2 separate regions of the Macaca mulatta genome follow, and region 2 is linked to region 1. The links are chromatin contacts, called in public Hi-C maps. All regions are on one chromosome and are shown on one strand. Each heading gives the region's core, a stretch centred on a gene start, on an enhancer-like site or on the middle of the called end of the contact. The rest is flanking DNA. Distances are from core to core; before and after follow the strand shown. Region 1 overlaps AQP6 (aquaporin 6). Region 2 holds the start of CERS5 (ceramide synthase 5).

Region 1 (5,848 bases), core at 1,943-4,442:
TGCCCTGAAATTAGAAGTAGACTAAACATATCATTTTGTTTAAGGAGATATTCCTGTTAGAGGCAGATGTTCGAATAACTATGAAGTCAAGTGTTCAGTGCCGGGATAGAGGTGGTGCAGAGTGCTGGGGGAGCTCACAGAGCTTTAAGGTCCTGACATGAGAGCTAGGACTTGGGCTGTGCCAGGCAGCTAGGGAGGGACAGAGCGTATTTCCAGACAGAGAAAGCCCCTCCAGCCTGCTGCTTCAGAACCAAACGCCCCTAACTGCCATCCTGGCCTCTTCCCTCACTACAGGCTGGGCCCTTGTTCCCGGATCAAACCCAGGGTTGGGATGCTTATTTTCGTGGCCCAATAATGAGACGCAGGTGAACTGGGAGAGAAGGGAGTTTTCTGTAACCGGTTACGGGGAGAAGGCCTGGAAATTGTCACCATACCGACTCAAAATTACAAAATTTTCCACAACTTATATACCTTCTAAGCTAGATGTCTGTCTGTAAGTGTGCATTCATCTAAAGACATAACTTCTTTTAATCTACAACTGGGATCTGAGTCCTGAAGACCTTCTTCCGGAACCTCAGTAAATTTACTTAATCTAAATGGGTCCAGGTGATGGGGTGATTACCCTTCTCTCCTGCTAAATCATGGAGGTTTGGGGAGTTCCTTCAGACCCCCAATGAACTTGTTTAATCCTAAACAGGTCCTGTTAAGAATTCCTTCGTTATTTTGTCATGCTTTAAGGCCTAGGAAAGGCCTAGGCAAAACTCTTTTTTTTTCTTTTTGAGACGGGGTTTCGCTCTTGTTGCCCAGCCTGGAGTGCAGTGGTACGATCTCAGCTAACCGAAACCTCTGCCTCCCGGGTTCAAACGAGTCTCCTGCCTCAGCCTCCCAAGTAACTGGGATTACAGGCGCTTGCCACCATGCCTGGCTAATTTTTTGTATTTTTAGTAGAGATGGGGTTTCACCATGTTAGCCAGGATGGTCTCGATCTCCTGACCTTGTGATCCGCCCGCCTCGGGCTCCCAAAGTGTTGGGATTACAGGCGTGAGCCACCACTCCCAGCAACCTAGGCAAAACTCTTGGCGGCCTTTTGTTATATTCCAGCCTTTGTATAAGGGCACTGCCTCTCTTAGCTTTTAATATTTAACCACTCAGTGAGTACCGAAACAGTTGTTATGGAGGCCTGCGTTAGTGAGACCTGGCCTGCCACACCCTGGCCTGGCTGGAGCTTGTTTCATCTGTCCATGGGGGTGGAGCGGGAGTTATTTGCCCCTGCGTCTGTCTCTGGCCTCCTCCACCTGCAGCTCTGGCAATAGCTGCCGCTTTATGGGTTTTAATCAGAGCTCTGAAACATTGTTTTTCATTTCCCCCTTTTCCGCTAATTAACTGCAGCCTATTAATTAGTGCTATTGGACTCCCCACTCCCATAAACCCCATTCACTAACCATGCTTTGCCTCCCCAGCTTTTGCTAAATACGTGACTGCGCTGTAGTGTAGCTGCCTCTCCCTGAGAAGTGATTACAGATCTTGGCTGAGCTGACCCCCTGCCACAGCTGCCCAGAGAGGTCACAGCTTGGCCGGATGCTTCATCTTGATTAGCCCTTAACTTCTTCCCTCCCTTCTTCCCTCCCCATCTTCCTCTCTGACATTGAGAGGGCCTGCACTAAGCTGTAGGTTAAAATCCCTCTCAGTATAAAGCATTGAGCTCTCTTCTCCTTGGGTCTGTTTCCTGCACTCCCAGGTGTTGCTCCGGGTCACAGAAAACAGCACTGTGGGGCCAGAGGGACTGAGTTGATCCCCTTCCCTGACCTGGTAGAGTCTCCCATCAAAACCCAGATCTGCTTATTTCAGATCACTTGACCTCATTATCGATCACAGTGATTTTGGTCTGTGTTACCCATTTAACTCTCAGCTCTGATGTCAGCTCCCTTTTTGTTTACTTAGCTTTCATGTGAAATTCCAAATCTTCAAAGCTCTGCTTCTTTTCACCTTTTTTCCACTCCAGCCAGACTTCTTACCCCCATTCCCGGAGTCTCCCAACTCTCCCAGTGTGATCACTTCAGTGCTCCACTTCTCCGTTATGATAGGCCCTTATTTCTCACTCTCCTCCTTTTTTTTTTTTTTTTTTTGAGACTGAGTCTTGCTCTGTCGCCCAGGCTGGAGTGCAGCGGTATGATCTCAACTCACTGCAACCTCTGCCTCCAAGGTTCAGGCAATTCTCCTGCCTCAGCCTCCCAAGTAGCTGGGATTACAGGCGTGTGCCACCACGCCCGGTTCATTTTTGTATTTTTAGTAGAGATGGGGTTTCACCTTGTTGGTCAGGCTGGTCTCAAACTCCTGACCTCAAGTGATCCACCTACCTTGGCCTCCCAAAGTGCTGGGATTACAGTTGTGAACCACAGAGCCCGGCCTCTTTCTTGTGTTTAATTCTGATGTTTTAATTATTGACCCTTCTTCTGTCATTCCCCCTTTCCTCCAAATACACACATACACTCTCTCCTCTAGTCCCCCCTCAGCTCACGCTAAGCCTGGGTTATGGGAAGGATGTGATCCCTTCTTTAGTAATAGCCCAGGCTTCATTAGAAACTGCAGGGGAAGTAGCTGAACTTATGGAAGACAGAATGCAATCTACCACGATGATGATGGTGGTAAAAATAGCTACCACTGATTGAGATCTGACTGCACGTCAGGCATGGTGCGAAACACACACATATCTCATGTAGTTCTTCCAGCTCCCTTTTGACTGTACTCCATCCTCCAGATGAGGAAAGTGAGGCTCAGGATCCTTAAGTAACTTGCCCAAGTTCACACAGCTGCTAAGTGCCTGAGCCTATATTTAAACTCTGTTAACCCCTAGTCTACGTTTATGCAGTTTTGTTTTTTTTTTTTAACTTTGGTCTGCACAATCCTTTAGGTGAAAGTTATTTTCTTTCAATGTAAAAGCGCCCAGATCATGGTGTGACTCTGCTATTCCTTCAGTCCTAGGAGACCAAATGTGGCTCAGAGCCTGACCCCTTCCTGGCCTTTTCCCCCTTGCACAGTATGGCCCCAGATGAGGCCTGTCCTCTTTATATCTGGAGGTAGTAGGTTGAAGATGAGCAGTGGGGGTGGGAAGTGGAGAGGGGCTTCCCGCCAGCCAATCGGGACGCGACCGCCCAGACTCCCAGCGCAGCATCATCTGCTCCTGCTAAGACAATCATCAACATAAAAGGCTAATTGTATTAATCACCAAGGCACCCGGCCTGAGTCCCCCTCCCTTTTGGGAGAATTATGAATTGCAATTGCAGATGGCTCCACTGATTGAAGGCAGTGCTCAGCAGGGAGAAGGGTCAGATCAGATTACACACCATTAATTAAAAACTTCCGTGACAAACAGGAGGAAGGGAATGCACACCAAGGGCTGGCCTGGTTGGGTCTCTGTCCTCCCCACGTCCCCTGCCCCCACCCAGGCCCAGGGGCTATGCCAATGAAGCCTGCTTCCCCCAGCTGGAGCCACTGAGATTCAGCTCTCCAAAGGCCAGCCCTTCCCTCATTCAAACAGATGGCCTGCTGTCCTATTAAAGGGCTCCAGAGAAGGGGAAGCGAACCTTTGGTTACTTATTTCCACATCTAACCTTGGATGCTCTTCAGAGGCTAACCTAATTCCCCACTTCTCAGGAACCTTGTTTCCTCCTGCTCTGTCCTGACAGAGAACTGCTTTGAAGAACTGTTAGTGAAAATAGCCCCTTGACTTTCTCTTCAGGCAACCCCTCATATTTTGACCTGTAAGTTCCTGGGACAGACGTTGTGAAGCCTGCTCTGAAATTGTGGGTGGAACAGCAAATATCTGGCGATGCACCCTCTCCCCAGCCCAAACCTGGAAGCATAGGCTTCTCAGCTGCTGTCATACTGGCTTATCTGGAACTGTAACTCCTGAAATTTTCTCCTCTTGATCTATTACTGCCTCCCCTCCTCCCCAACTGCCCAGCCTTATTCATTCATCAAACTTATATTGAGCACCCAGTGTGTGCTTGGCTCTGGGGACAAAAAGCAGTGATCATTTGTCAAGGAGCTTAAGAGCCTACGGTAGGAGCTCCACACCCCCATCCCCTTCAACCCTCCAGTTCCTGTTTCCTTCCTTCCTGGGGCTGCAGCTTATATGAGCCCCCCAGGAGCTCTGTTTTGGAAGATTCTAAACTGGGAGTGGGGAGACCTTAAGTGTTTGTGCTCCTGAACTGGCTGACCTTGAGCAAGTCAATCATGTCCTCCGTGTACACATACGCTCTCATACATGCATACATACAGACGCCCAGCTCTCCCTGCTCATAAAAGGACATAGGCAGCCTTGGGCTCTGAGAGATTGTGAACACGGATGAGTGGGGCCCAGCTTGGAGAGATATGAGTAGCATCTGCATTGATATTACAGAATGCTGAGCACAGCTACGGGGGCCATGAGCACCAGGGATTCAGCTACTGCACTGGTCACAGGCTGGGCCTGTCACGCTGCCCTTGGAAGACTTAGGCAGCCTTTTCCCCATCCCCAGTCCCTCAGGAGATATCATTAAAAAGGATCTATCTTTTGTTTGTATTATAGTTTAATTTTTCATTTTAAATAATAGAGATGGAGTTTCGCTATGCCGCCCAGGATGGTCTCAAACTCCTGGCTTTAAGCAATCCTCCTGCTTGGGCCACCCAACGTGTTGGTGATTACAGGTGTGAGCCGCCACACCTGGCTGTTTTTAATTTTTTGTAGAGGCAGGGTTTTGCCATGTTGTCTAGGCTGGTCTCGAACTCCTGGCCTCAAGCAATCCTCCCACTTTGGCCTCCCAAAGTGTTAGGATTACAGGTGGGAGCCACTGCACCAGGCCAGGACCCATCTTTTTTTTTTTTTTTTTTTTTTTTGTGAGACAGAGTCTTGTTCTGTCACCAGGCTGGAGTGCAGCGGCATGATCTCGGCTCACTGAAACCTCTGCCTTCCAGGTTCAAGTGATTCCCCTGCCTCAGCCTCCCAAGTAGCTGGGACTACAGTCACGTGCCACCATGCCTGGCTAATTTTTTATATTTTAGTAGGGACAGGGTTTCACCATGTTGGCCAGGATGGTCTCTATCTCCTGACCTCGTGATCTCACCCCCCAGCCTCCCAAAGTGCTGGGATTACAGGAGTGAGCCACCGTGCCTGGCCGCCAGGCCCCCATCTTCTATATGAATTTGGCTGCTGCATCTTAGAGTACTGTGGTGATGGGCGTCATAGAGATAAGAACTGATTTTATTGGCTCGCCTCTTCATTCCAGGGCCCTCCCACAGCCCCTCACACCCACAAAGACCCAACCAAGGTCAGCAGACCCAGAGAAGAGGAGACAGGTCCTTGGTTAAGTAGATCCAATGATGTGAGAGAAAACCCAGTCTCTCTTCCCTCAGTCATCTTACTGTCTTTTCCCCTCCTCCCTCTCATTACCAACAGCAATTGTCTTCAAACCCAATAATTACAGTAACAGTAACAATCATCATCATTTATTGGGGTTGTTTTTCTAGCATTTTAACTTCCAAAAAGTATTTTCCAATTTCTTGATTTCACAGCAGTCCCTGGAGGAGGATTGTGTCCACTTTACAGCTGGAGAAGTCGAGATCCAGATAGGACCCCCAAGTTGTGGGCAGAATAAATCTATAGCAGCCTTTAAATATTAAACCAATTGAGACTTTGGTAGTCTTTCAGAGGCACTGAATCTCAAATCTCAGTTTCCTGGGTCCCTCCTGGATTCCTACCACCCTTAGGGCTTATTCAACAGCTTTTTGGGGATCCTGTAATGCTGACAGAGAGGCTGGAGATGGCTTCTTTGACCCAGGTCATGAGTCAATGGCTAGATGGGCACTT
Region 2 (5,848 bases), core at 1,952-4,451, 190 kb before region 1:
CCCAGCACTTTGTGAGTGTGAGAAATGGGAAAGTTCTTTTTTGAAGATTATAAAAAGTCACAATTTCTTACTATAAGATTGCTACCCACTATGTGTGTGTGTGTGTGTGTGTTTTCCAAATCAGCTGTCCTAGCTTGCTCCGGCATGCCTGGACAGAACTAGACAAGCCCCAGCCTATAGTGCATGCCATTCCTTATTTGGAGATGCTTCCCTAAAGATCCCTGGGCAACTTCCTTTACTTTCTTTGTTCTGTTCCCCTTACCCAATTAAAAAAGTTTTAAACTAATAGCCAATCAGGTAAAGTGTAAAATGTGAGGTCCTATTCAGCCAATGGAAAATGGACACAGCAGTAGGGTAGATGAGTCAGATTATAAATAACTCTGTCTCCTTTGTTCTGTGTGTTCTCCTGGCTGGACAGCTTTTGAGTAGCACCCTTTCTGCAGAAAGTAAAGCTTGCCTTGCTGAAAGATCATTTGTTCCTGTGTTGTTGTTGTTTTTTTTGTTTGTTTGTTTGTTTTTGGGGTTTTTTTTGCGACACCAAAAACTTCATTCCCAACAGGGATGCTGCGACAGGTGGATCACTTGAGGTCAGGAGTTTGAGACCAGCCTGGCCAACATGGTGAAAACCCCAGGCTCTATCAAAAAATGCAAAAATTACTCCAGTGTGGTGGCACGTGTCCGTAGTCCCAGCTACTCGGGAGGCTGAGAAGGGAGGATCTCTTGAACCCAGAGGCGGAGGTTGCAGTGAGCAGAAATAGCACCATTGCACTCCAGCCTGGGTGTGATACTGACTCCTTCACACAAAAAAATACGCAAACAAACCAGCCAAATTAAATTTAAAGGATTTGTTTGTTTGTTTGTTTGTTTGTTTTTTCGAGATGAAGTCTCACTCTGTCGCCCAGACTGGAGTGCCATGGCGCGATCTCGGCTCACTGCAAGTTCCGCCTCCCGGGTTCACACCATTCTCCTGCCTCAACCTCCCAAGTAGCTGGGACTACAGGCTGGGACTACCACCAAGCCGGACTAATTTTTTGTATGTTTAGTAGAGATGAGGTTTCACCATGTTGGCCAGGATGCTCTCGATCTCCTGACCTCTTGATCCGCCTGCCTCGGCCTCCCAAAGTGTTGGGATTACAGGTGTGAGCCACTGCGCCCGGCCTTTTTTTGTTTTTGTTTTGTTTTGAGACGCTCTGTCACCTAGGCTGAAGAGCAATGGCACGATCTCGGCTCACTGTGACCTCAGCTTCCCGGGTTCAAGCAATTCTCTGCCTCAGCCTCCCGAGTAGCTAGGATTACAGGCATGCACCGCTACGCCTGGCTAATTTTTGTTTTTAGTACAGATGGGGTTTCACCAATTTGGCCAGGCTGGTCTCAAACTCCTGACCTCAGGTGATTCGCCCGCCTTGGCCTTCCAAAGTGTTGGGATTACAGGCGTGAGCCACCGCACCCGCCCTGCCTTTAGGAATATTTTTTGAGTGCCTCCCTTTTTTTTTTTTTTTTTTTTTGAGATGGAGTCTCGCTCTGTTGCCCAGGCTGGAGTGCAGTGGTGTGATCTCTGCTCACTGCAAGCTCCGCCTCCCGTGTTCACGCCATTCTCCTGCCTCAGCCTCCCGAGTAGCTGGGACTACAGACGCCCGCCACCACGCCCGGCTAATTTGTGTGTGTGTGTGTGTGTGTGTGTGTGTATTTTTAATAGAGACGGGTTTCACTGTGTTAGCCAGGATGGTCTCGATCTCTTAACCTCGTGATCCGCCCGCCTCGGCCTCCCAAAGTGCTGGGATTACAGGTGTGAGCCACCGCGCCCGGACAAGTGCCTCCCTTTTCGAGTTGTTTTTCTTCGGTTTCCTTTTCCCCAAGAGAAGAATAAAAGGATTTTTGTAAACTGTTCTTTTATTTTCATTACTGCTTCGAGACGGAGTCTTTGGTCTGTCGCCCAGGCTGGAGTGCAATGGCACGATCTCGGCTCACTGCAAACCTCACTGCAACCTCGGCTCACTGCAACCTCCCAGGTTCAAGCGATTCTCCTGTCTCAGCTTTCCGAGTAGCTGGAATTACAGGCACAGCGCCACCAGGCCCGGCTAATTTTTGTATTTTTAGTAGAGACGGGGTTTTGCCATGTTGGCCAAGGTGGTCTCAAACTCCTGACCTCAGGTGATCCGCCTGCGTTGGCCTCCGAACGTGCTGGGATTACAGACGTGAGCCACCGCGCCCGGCCTTTTGTAAACTGTTAAGTCCATCTTTTCCGAGGAAAAGTGACTAATTTTTTTTTTTTTTTTTTTTTTTTTTTTTTTTTTTTTGAGACGGAGTCTCGCTCTGTCGCCCAGGCTGGAGTGCAGTGGCACCATCTCGGCTCACTGCAAGCTCCGCCTCCCGGGTTCACGCCATTCTCCTGCCTCAGCCTCCCGAGTAGCTGGGACTACAGGCACTCGCCGCCACCTCGCCTGGCTAGTTTTTTGTATTTTTAGTAGAGACGGGGTTTCGCCGTGTTAGCCAGGATGGTCTTGATCCCCTGACCTCGTGATCCGCCCGTCTCGGCCTCCCAAAGTGCTGGGATTACAGGCTTGAGCCACCGCGCCCGGCCCAAAGTGACTAATTTTTAAGGGATAAAGCAGTGAAAGTAGGCTGAGGTCATGGGGCACGAAGGGAAGAAAAGGTTGGGAGCAAAAAGAACTCTGGTGGCAGACAGTAGTGGGCAGGACCAGCAGAGATCCAAGAGAAGCCATGACCTGAGAGATCGATCTGGCCTCCGGGAGTGGAGACAGAGATACCGCCTGGGTGGGAGCGGGAACGTACTTGATTCTGACAGGCTGAGAAAGGAGAATGTCCCCGTAAAGGAGCTAGGCCTGAAATAAGGGGTGTGGCCGTGGCTGGATGGAGGAGTGAGTGAGGAGCAGAAGCGCGGCCAAGACTAGCAGCAAAAGAGGGTGGGCCCAGCACCGCCCGGGGCGTGGCCCCAGGACCCGGCTGGGCGAGTCAGAGGCTCGGGAAGGGGCGTGGATCCCCGGAGGCGGTTCCCGGGTTGCGGTGAGGGAAGTGGGTCGGGAGGAGAGATGGGCGGTGAAGAGGCCCGGCTCTGCCGGGGAGGCGGGCGGATCCGTGGCGGTGTTCAGAAGGGGCCGGAAGGGGGTGGCCGCTGGTCGGGCCCCGCCCTGGGGCCGCCTCCCCGCGGGTTCCGTTGGCTGTGGCAGCAGCTGACGCTTGTGGCGGCGGTGGCTCGGGGTGGGCGTAAGATGGCGACAGCAGCGCAGGGACCCCTAAGCTTGCTGTGGGGCTGGCTGTGGAGCGAGCGCTTCTGGCTACCCCAGAACGTGACCTGGGCTGATCTGGAGGGGCCGGCCGACGGCTACGGCTACCCGCGCGGCCGGCACATCCTCTCGGTGTTCCCGCTGGCGGCGGGCATCTTCTTCGTGAGGCTGCTCTTCGAAAGGTGAGAGCCCGCGAGCGAGCGGCTCGAGGGGCCGGGCGAGGGCAGGGGCGCCCCGCTGTGGGAAGGACCGAGGGCCGGAAGCAGAACTGCAGGGAAAGCCCGGAAGCAGGGGCTAGGGGAGCTTGGGCCGCGGCGGGTGATGCTAGGCGAGTGGGCGAGGTGGTAGCGGAGCCTGGGTGGAGAAGGAGTTTGGGGCGTGGGCAAGAGAAAGAGTGGGGGTCTAGGGGAATGCTGGGTCCCTTCAATGTTAGATCCGGAGTTGGCTTGGCGGGGGCGGTCATATAGGCCTCCTCCCAACCTCCAAGGGTCTTACAGATGAGGAAACAGGTTCAGTGTGAACTCTGGCAGAGGCCCCGAAGAGAGGGATAGGAAGGGCCCAGGAGAACCGCAGCTAGTTGTGACCATGGAAGCCGAGGAGTCAACCCAAGGGCCAGACGTTCCAAGGGAAAGGAATGGATTCATCAGAATTTTAAGATTCGTTAGGACGCTTGCGTTTCTGAGAACTGAGGGGAACAGGATTAGTTTGGGAGTTGGTTTGGTATGTCAACTCATGCACGTTTGTTGGTAGGAGGGTAGAAATCTGGTGGGGATAGGGTGTGGTGGAGCCCGAGGCTTCCAAAGTATGGAAAGATGTCAGATTAGTTGCAGAACAGGCCTTGGGGCCTGAAATGGAAGGAGGAGTGTTCGAAGGGATAGAGAGCCATAGGGCTTATCAGAGGACAGCTATATTGAGCCAGCTTCTTTTTTTTTGAGACGGAGTTTCGTTCTTGTTGCCCAGGCTGGAGTACAATGGCACGATCTCGGCTCAACGCAACCTCCGCCTCCCCAGTTCAAGCGATTCTCCTTCCTCAGCCTCCCGAGTAGCTGGGATTACAGGCGCGCACCACCACGCCCTGCTAATTTTTGTATTTTTAGTAGAGAAGGGGTTTCGCCATGTTGGCCCGGCTGGTCTCTAACTCCTGACCTCAAGTGATCCGCCCGCCTCTGCCTCCCAAAGTGCTGGGATTACAGGCGTGAGCCACCGCACCCGGCCTTGAGCCAGCTTCTAAATGAGTTTAGCAGAATTGCAATATACTTTGTTCAACCATGTGATTTCACCTTTAAGTGAATGGATCATATCTGTTTGTCCAAGATATTCACTGAGGCTTTGGTGTGTGATATTATAATGTGAATTTATAGCTGTGGGTGATTTTGATCAAGTCTACTTAGACTCCAAGAAAGGAGACGTGTTTTTGCCATAGGCCTCAGGTAATGAGGGTGTTTCTTGGACAGCTGTTCGTTTTGCCTTTATCCAAGCATAAATGATTGTAATGCAGGAATGCCCTTTCTGGGATGGGACTATGCTGCAGGTGAAACAATCTGTTAATTTCTGAAAGATAGCATCTGTTTGGGATTGCTTCTTCGATTTGCCTACTATTTTTGACTCAAATCTTTCAAAATATTGTGTTCTATTTAGCTAGTCACTCGTCCATTTATTCGTAGTATTTGTGTGTCATCATCAAAATGCTCTGCCAGACGTTCAAGTGCAAAAATAAAAGATGCTTAAGTGAAGCAAATGAAACCCAAAGATCTAAATGGCTTTCCTTGGCCCTTGAGGCCGAGTCTCGCTCTGTGGACCAGGCTGGAGTGCAGTGGTGCCATCTCGGCTCACTGCAAGCTCCGCCTCCCGGGTTCATGCCATTCTCCTGTCTGAGCCTCCCGAGTAGCTGAGACTACAGGCATCCGCCACCACGCCTGGCTAATTTTTTGTATTTTTAGTAGAGACGGGGTTTCACGGTATAGGCCAGGATGGTCTCGATCTCCTGACCTCACGATCCGCCCACCTCGGCCTCCCAAGGTGCTGGGATTACAAGCGTGAGCCACCGCACCCGGCCTTGTTCTGTTAAGTGTAATCATTGTATTTAGTCATCCTGGAATCTGGAGTGGAGGCACAAACTGCTTGTCTCTCTTTGGAATAAACTAGATCCAGGTACTCTCTTCCATAGTCTCTGTATAGGAGGGCCAAAAAAAAAAAAGGAGGAAGGCAATGTAATGACTCCAAAGGAATATACACAAGTCAGGACAAAAATTTTTTTTAAAAGGTGATTTTCATAGAAAAAGATCTCTGCTTTTCATATAAATATGTGCCAGTATGGAAATTTCCCCATGTTAGTGATAAGAGGAAATAGCTTGTTGCTTATAAACACCCATTTTATATAAATTTACGTATCTCTTCAGATTCCAAAGTGTTCCCTCAGATGGCTGAAGACATATATACCCTGGCAGAGCTGCTGGAAGGGATCCTTTACCTGTGGGAATTCTATCTGAGTGTTTCTATGGTGCTCCAGTGTCAGGGGAGTACAGGTGGATGGGAATACCGAACTGAAAGCATTCTAGTATGATAACTCTTGGCCAGTAAGGACGGGCACCTTGTTTGTCTCA

What was found. A called contact is a pair of places that touch in the nucleus more often than the background predicts.
Region 2: a Hi-C map of fetal cortex germinal zone shows a contact between it and region 1, with 2.2 times the contacts expected there. The contact joins the promoter of CERS5 here to the enhancer-like site in region 1. A contact is called at or near these places in 4 of 14 Hi-C or Micro-C datasets (cortical neurons, fetal cortex germinal zone, fetal cortical plate and 1 more).

Annotation. Positions count from the first base shown.
Region 1 is chr11:57,151,470-57,157,317 of T2T-MMU8v2.0, reverse strand. AQP6 (aquaporin 6) reads right to left here. Exons shown (of 7, transcript XM_077954162.1): 7 at 5,472-5,848. Among named protein-coding and RNA genes, the nearest start is that of AQP6, 10 kb to the right of the region's middle. Within about 2 kb of position 3,192, at least 4 of the 40 cell types and tissues checked have an H3K27ac peak or open chromatin away from gene starts, as enhancers often do. A contact at or near this core is called in fetal cortex germinal zone, where this site is marked.
Region 2 is chr11:57,340,574-57,346,421 of T2T-MMU8v2.0, reverse strand. CERS5 (ceramide synthase 5) reads left to right here and starts at 3,201. Exons shown (of 10, transcript XM_077954172.1): 1 at 3,201-3,427. LOC144332869 (a long non-coding RNA gene) reads right to left here. Exons shown (of 2, transcript XR_013401065.1): 2 at 4,691-5,036.